Linked DNA regions of Sus scrofa: region 2 is linked to region 1. A link is a contact called in public Hi-C data. All regions are on one chromosome and are shown on one strand. The core of a region is the stretch at or near the end of the contact, and the rest is flanking DNA. Distances in the headings are between cores, read along the strand shown.

Region 1 (3,606 bases), core at 664-3,163:
AATGGGATCATGTTATAAAGATTGTTTTGTTAACTTCACTTTTATTTTTATTTTTTTTAGGGCCACACCTGCGGCACACGGAAGTTCCCAGGCTGGGGTCGAATTGGAGCTGTAGCTGCCGGCCTTTGCCACAGCCACAGCAATGCTGGATCTGAGCCATGTCTGTGACCTACACCACAGCTCATGGCAGTGCCGGATCCTTAACGAACTGAGCGAGACCAGGGATTGAACCTGTGACCTCCTGAATTCTAGTCGGGTTCGTTACCACTGAGCCAAAACAGAAACTCCTTGACTTTTAGATTTAATGGCTTATTTTTTTTTTTTTTTTTTTTTTTTTTTTTTTTTTTTAATATCAGCACTAAAATACTACTAAAGCTAGAAAAAGAGAATAAGGATTATTATAGCTTATTGACCATGGAATTTAAATAATATTTTGAAAGTCCTATCCTGTTCTTTTACTGATATGGCAGCCAGCCCCCATCACCAAAACAAATAATGAAATATATTTATTAGAGTCATATTTTACAGATGATTGAGGGACAGAAAGAGTTTATTGCATTAATTTCCAAAGGTTAGACTTCGGTTTGAGGGATAGTGTTGTGTTCTATTTTTAAATTTACTTTGAAAATAGTACATTAAAAAAATACTTAGCGTGATTCCTACTCATAGCACATGCCCAACAAATGTTTGTTATTTTTTCCTGAATAAATATAGCATATGACAAATTGGTTTGTTCAAGTTGATTATTCTTGGGGAAATTATGAATAAGCTTGTTCTGAGAAACCTGGGATGTGAGTAATCAAGTGGCGAATGTTGCAATAGTTTTTTTTTTTTTTTTTTTTTTTTTTAAGGTAAAGAAGGAAAAACATGTGATGTAACTGCTCAAATGGTGCTGGTATGTTGTTGGCGAAGCATGAAGGAAGTCGCTTTACTCTTAGGCTCCCTGTGCCAGCTGCTCCCATGCGGTCTGTGCCACAATCTCCTGATGGATTATTGACAGTGGAGCAGGTAGGGTAGATGTTTATTCCACCTGGTTTAATTTCTGGTCAAGGCATAAATCACAAACTTATTTATCACCCACCTGAAAAACTTTTAAAAATTTCTTCTTGAATAAAATCTTACAGATGTCAACCGAAGAAAGTTCTCTAAAGTGTAGAAATTAGACCTTGCAGTACATTTCAAAACTGTGGCCTTTTTAGAAACATTGTACTTTTTCTAAGTTATGTTAAATAATGGTAGATTTTTATTTCACTTTTAACCTCAATCTGATCATTTGAAATTTTTATTTCTCCATTTAACACACACAAACTTTAAATTGAAATGAGACCTTCTATTTAGTAAAACTTCACATGCCCATCAAATTTTGCAAAAAAAAAAAAAAGTACTATGTTAGTTGATTATGGATTTCTTGTTTCCCTCTACATTGATGATGATAAAGTTGTAGTTGCTTGGGGTTTTTTTGGCTGACTTTTATTTTTAAGACCACAAAGTTAGTTCACCATCTGGGACTTTTCAGGCAACTTGAGTGCTGTGTTTACAAGAAATTAGTCTACCACAAGCATTTCATTTAGAAATATTTTAGATTTATTAGATTTCTGTTTTCAATTGATTCCCTCTTCCTTTCCATAGGGCTTCAACAAATCCATTTCCCACCATTTCCCAGCAAAGATATATAACATGTTCTTTCATTTTTAACCTTTTCCAAGTAAAGATGATTTCTTCCATCGGGTGTTACAACATTTAAGAACAACACAAATATTGTAGTATGCTAATGTTCATTATTTCTATAATAACCATGTGACTGGTTTCGTGGAAATACTGCTAATGTTTTTATTCTCACACTCTCTGTGGCTGATGTGCTTGCATCTGGATAACAGCTGGGCCCCTGATGTTGCAAGGCTCTGAGATGGAGGACGGCGAAAGGGAACAGGACACTGCCAGCATCGTTATGTTCCTTATTCTCTTCCAAATCAAATAGGCGTCAGTGACCTAGAGTTACTTGCAGTCATTGCCGGTGACTGGCTAGAGTGCCAATGCCAACATCTTTGCTGAGGAATCCAGCTATGATTAATGATTACTTCACTGATGTGAAGTAAACATGTGCTAGAGCCCCTTGACTTCTCAACTTTTCAAGGACAACTTAAAATATCCAGTTTTCTGGGTTTGTTGGCTAGTGTTCAAAAAAAAAAAAAATTAAGGAAACAGATTTCTCTTTTACTGTAGCTGAGAAAGACCTGAAAGCGTCCTGCAAAAATCATTTTGCCTTGACACCTTTACAGAGCACCCCAGTCTTACAAAGTTATGTGGGATATCCATGTTAAAATTGTGAATTAATTTTTAAATGCAAATTAATATAAAATAGCTATTTGTAAAAACAACAACAGTAATGAAGGGAGGCTCTTATAAACCAAAGAACTCTTCTAATGACTGTTTTCTTGAGTAAGAAATAGAATCCATAGGCGTTCCCATCGTGGCTCAGCAGTTAAAGAACCAGACTAGTATCCATGAGGACACGTGTGGCTCGGATCTCAAGTTGCTATGGCTGTGGTGTAAGCCAGCAGCGGCAGCTCCAACTTGAGCCCTGGCCTGAGAACTTCCATGTGCTACACATGCGGCCCTATAAAGTCCAAAAAAAAAAAGAGAAAGAAATAAAATCTTGTTTTTCTGTAAAATGCCCATTTCCATTCTAATGAGATCATCTCTCCACGTCACCTTTTCTGTGGTGACCCCACATATATATGCTTGAGAGGAAATTCATGACTGAATGAGTGCCTAAGAGTGTGTGTGATAGCACTATTCTGACACTGAAACTATGCCCTCTGTGGAAAATTTTAGGCTTGATCATGCTAAATTTTACTTTAAAAATGCCTCAGTTTAGGAGCATTTAGTCAATGAGAAATGAAAGTCATCAAGACGTTAGCATTATTCATATTATTAGAGAATTCCTGCTTTTAAACATTAAAATTTTGCTCCATGAAATTCACTTAAACTAAACGCATTCCCATGTACTCAGTACTTTTAAGAGATGGAAATAGCAACATTGGAGGTTTGGGATTAGCATGTGCACAGTGTGGCATATAAAATAACTGGCCAACGGGGACTGGCTGTATTGCACAGGGACCTCTACCCAGTATTCGGTGATGATCTATATGGAAGAGAATCCGAGAAAGAATGGATATGTGTTTATGTTTAACTGAATCACTTTGTTGTACAGCAGAAATTATCACAACATTGTAAATTAACTACACTTCAAGAAAACTTTAAAAAGATGAACAAAAAGTTAAAATAAATGACAGAGAAGAAAGTAGTTTACTCTGGAGTGGCAGGGCCATACCTAAGGTCTCCCTTCCAAGGGCATAGTCGCCCTGGCATTGCTAGGTCTTCTGTGCACCAGGAGGAAAAGCTACTAATTTAAGTCAGCAGCATCGGTGAATGTGACCACAACAGACCTGCAGATAGTCGCTGGAGTGACTTGCAGGTGGAATGCTCCCTGTTGTGGGGGGAGAATTTGGAACATGGATTTCTTATCCCCAAGAATCGTAATAACTGATCTTTTCTCTTGATGGACAAAAGAAGCTTTTCTTTACAACCTGAAATACTGATGTT
Region 2 (3,606 bases), core at 542-3,041, 50 kb after region 1:
GCCCTTGTGGGCATTTGAGTTTGTGATCCTTTCAGCAGTAGTTTCGGGAAGCTATGGTCTCCATCCTACATTGTTGCTTTTAATTACCTTTCTTCTTATGTTGCTGTTTAACACACCATATGATGCCCATCTAATTAGGCATAAGCTCTGTGTTAGCAGTAAGTGTGTGTCTTCTATTTCTGGATGTTCTCTGTGGTGCTGGTATAGGGCCTTACACATTGTGGGGAAGTCAATACATGTTTATACCTGTCTACGCTGATTTGGCAAGGTAATTGAGGAAGCCCAGTATGCATTCAGGACATTTTTATGATACAGGAAAGCATCCTGACACATTGATTTGGAAATAGATGTGATTCATGCTTATTAATGATGGTTCTTTCTTCTTATTTTTATGAACCAGTTATCTCAGATAATCTTAGGGTTTAAAATTACATTATTAGGTTACTGGCATTGTGCGGGTAGTAGCATTTTAGATACGATATTAAATATTTTTCTGGCCATGTTAATAATGTGGGTTCTTTGAGTTAGGTCTTATATTTTCTCATAGGCAGATGACTACAGAAAATAGATGGAGAGAGCTGAGCTTTTTACTGGGGTATTATTCATCATCAGAAATGTTGTGGAAAAATTAACTTTTTTTTAAAGTGTTATTCGATGATATAAGCACAAAGAAATAAAACAGTTGGTGGTAATATTAGAAGTATGAAAAAAGCTGTGTTGTGTGGATGTGGTTAGACTATAGAGCTCAGTTTGAGAGGAAGTCATAGAGGGAATTACTACAAAGTTAGTGAAAATTGTCTTATTTTATGAATAGAGACCATATCTCCTTTAGCCCTCCACTAGGAAATTGGGTAATGATTTTGAATATCTAGTTTTAACATTGTAAATGTTGGTGTTATGCCATGAATATGTCTTAACCTTTATTGTATATACATTTTTACATTAGGTGAGAAATTCATCCACGCTTCTCTTCAGTACCTTGATCACAAGGATATTTGGAGTTAAAAAGGGAAAGGATGAACTTTCCAAAAAAAATAGGTAAGCTTCATCTAATGCTAACTTCCCTTTTTACAAAATATTGTCGTGGCCAAAAATAATTTTTGGAATTTCACTTACTTTTATAGATTCCTCTAGAGTATATAACTATAAAAACACTATAGTAAATTAATCTATGCTGCCAAGTTCTAAACCCTTGGGTAAAAATATCTACTGTTTAAATAAGTGGACCTTTCAGAGCAACAAAAATATAGCAAGGTAGCAAGGACTTGAAATGTAGAGCTCGTTTCCCAGTGCAACAGCTAAAGTTTTGTTGATTTGCATCTTCTTCGAGTATTCCCGAGATGTCTTAAATTGCTTTTTCTTGATATGTCATCAAGTACTGGCTCGTGCCATATTGTTGCTTTTATAGTAACTGGAAGTTTAAATGTTTATGATGTGCTCATCAGAACACGCCCCAGATTACATTGCATTAAGCTCTCACCAAGGTGAGCAGTTGCAAATGTTGGCCACACGGGATAAACAGTGCTTGTTTACTTTTAGGTCTTTGTTGTGTTTGTTCCCTAAGAGGTTTTTCTGTTAAGGTTTTTTTTTTTAAATGTCTGGAAAAAAACTTACTGAAACACTTTGATTATGAGGAATTTTTAGATACAATGCATAAGTTCTGTTTGGTGGTTTTTAAAGAGAAGCTTTGAATAGTTTCTTTAGTACTTAGGCTGGTTTTAATGGTAGTCTAGTGGCTTGCATGAGTTAACACTAGATGTCACTGTCGCTGCATGCTTAATTACTTTTAACTTCAGGATCTGATTTGGCCCAGTGGTCTTCCTCTGGATGAACTAGAGATAAATCAAGCTCCATTCCTCTCCTACCTAAAAAAGTGGATGATCGCACTTTTAATTTCAGTTTTAATCTGTTGTTTATTAAAATATGTATTCTTGGCAGTTCCTGTTGTGGTTCAGCAGTAATGAATCCAACCGATAACCATGAAGATGCTGGTTTGATCCTTGGCCTCACTTAGTGGGTTAAGGATCTGGCATTGCCATGAGCTGTGGTGGAGGTCACAGACGCAGCTTGGATCTGGCATGGCTGTGGCTGTGGTGTAAGCCAGCAGTCGCAGCTCTGATTCAACCCCTACCCTGGGATCTTCCATGCGCCACATTTGCAGCCCTAAAAAGCATATATATATATATATATATATATTCTTATGATGGAACTAGGTCTTAGGAATTAGAAAATATCATGAAATAATTTTGTAATACACTATAAGTAATTCTGGTGAAACCTTCTGGTAGTTCTGAATTGTCATTTAAATTGCTACATATCACCCTATAAAATTCAATAAATATTTAAATGGAAAGCAGTTGGCTATAAATGTGTGAATCCCTTGAGTATATTAAGGAAAGGCTAGAGAAGTTTTTTTTTTTTTCAGCTGAGTTGTATTTTTCATAACGATCACATTATTCCTTTGAAAGGATGATTAGTAAAAAGATGATTTTTACTATTTAGCTGATTCCTAAATAAATTCTTCCTGTCACTAGGTTGAAATCGCTGATATGTGTTTCTTTTTAGGTTTGTTTATTTTGTTAATAATTCAGTTGTGCTAAGGTTTAAAACAGTTTGGTCATATTATAATGTAAGGCCATGATAAGTAGTGTAAATAAAATACGGTATGAGGTTTATCAAGCAAGTGAAATTGATGTTTAAAGCTGAATTCAAAAAATGAAGAAATGCTTTTTTTCTCTTTTACTTTTTATGAAGAGAATGATTCTTGGATGTGTATACAAGTTTTACTATGTACAGGAGAAAATGATCAGATTCATTTTGCATAGGTTACATCTGAAACAGGGTGGAAGAGTAGCACATAAAAGCACATAGTCCTAGTCTCTTTGCCACAGCATGCTTATGGCAACCCCATTATAACTTCATTCCTCTCAAATAAGGAAGGTTACAAAATATATAGCTTTCCTAGAAAGAGGGAAATGGAATAGTCACGTAATTGTTTTGAGTAAAAGCTAAAAAGTGAAATGAAGGCATTAAGAAGTTAATTTTTTAATGTGATGAGCATCTTTGGTAAGAGTTTTTATTTCAGTAATCTGAAGGTTGGTATATCTCATTACATAGACAATGCTTTTATTCTCTGTTTAATCCTTAAAGGGTATATTTCTTGGCAGCATCCACTGGATTTGCTTTGCGAAACTTTGAGTGTCTTACACTTGCCATTATTTGTTATGGTTCTTTTAGCTGTAGTTTATTTAATTATGCCACTTTTGGTCAAAATGTTTATATACCTGTCCCCTACAATATTAACTCCCTGAGGGTGGAGCCTTTTCCTTCTAGTCTGTGTATATATGGTGGGCACTGTAAGAATGCTAGTGATAATGATGCCTTGTTGACTGGTTCCTCAACCACTGAATAACTAAACTCAGCTGATGACACCGCCTAGGTCAGTGGAGTCTACGTTCACAGCCACAGATGGTTCTGCACACAGTCTTGCAAATATGTGCTCTTGATCAGAAGGGAACTAGACATAAAAAGAACATCTGCCTTTCCCATCTAGTGGGGGAGAAAAAGGTCTATCTTGGAGTAAACAGACTTGGTTTCTAAGCATTT

The links. Hi-C and Micro-C count contacts between places; a contact is called where the count stands out from the background.
Region 2: a Hi-C map of alveolar macrophages shows a contact between it and region 1, with 1.9 times the contacts expected there. A contact is called at or near these places in 1 of 5 promoter capture datasets (liver), 12 of 47 Hi-C or Micro-C datasets (adipocytes, alveolar macrophages, brain and 6 more) and 1 of 2 datasets of targeted methods (skeletal muscle).

The regions. Positions count from the first base shown.
Region 1 is chr3:96,920,673-96,924,278 of Sscrofa11.1, forward strand. THADA (thyroid adenoma-associated protein) reads left to right here. Exons shown (of 40, transcript XM_021088406.1): 22 at 852-953; 23 at 956-1,008. Among named protein-coding and RNA genes, the nearest start is that of THADA, 50 kb to the left of the region's middle.
Region 2 is chr3:96,971,035-96,974,640 of Sscrofa11.1, forward strand. THADA (thyroid adenoma-associated protein) reads left to right here. Exons shown (of 40, transcript XM_021088406.1): 28 at 947-1,038. Among named protein-coding and RNA genes, the nearest start is that of THADA, 100 kb to the left of the region's middle.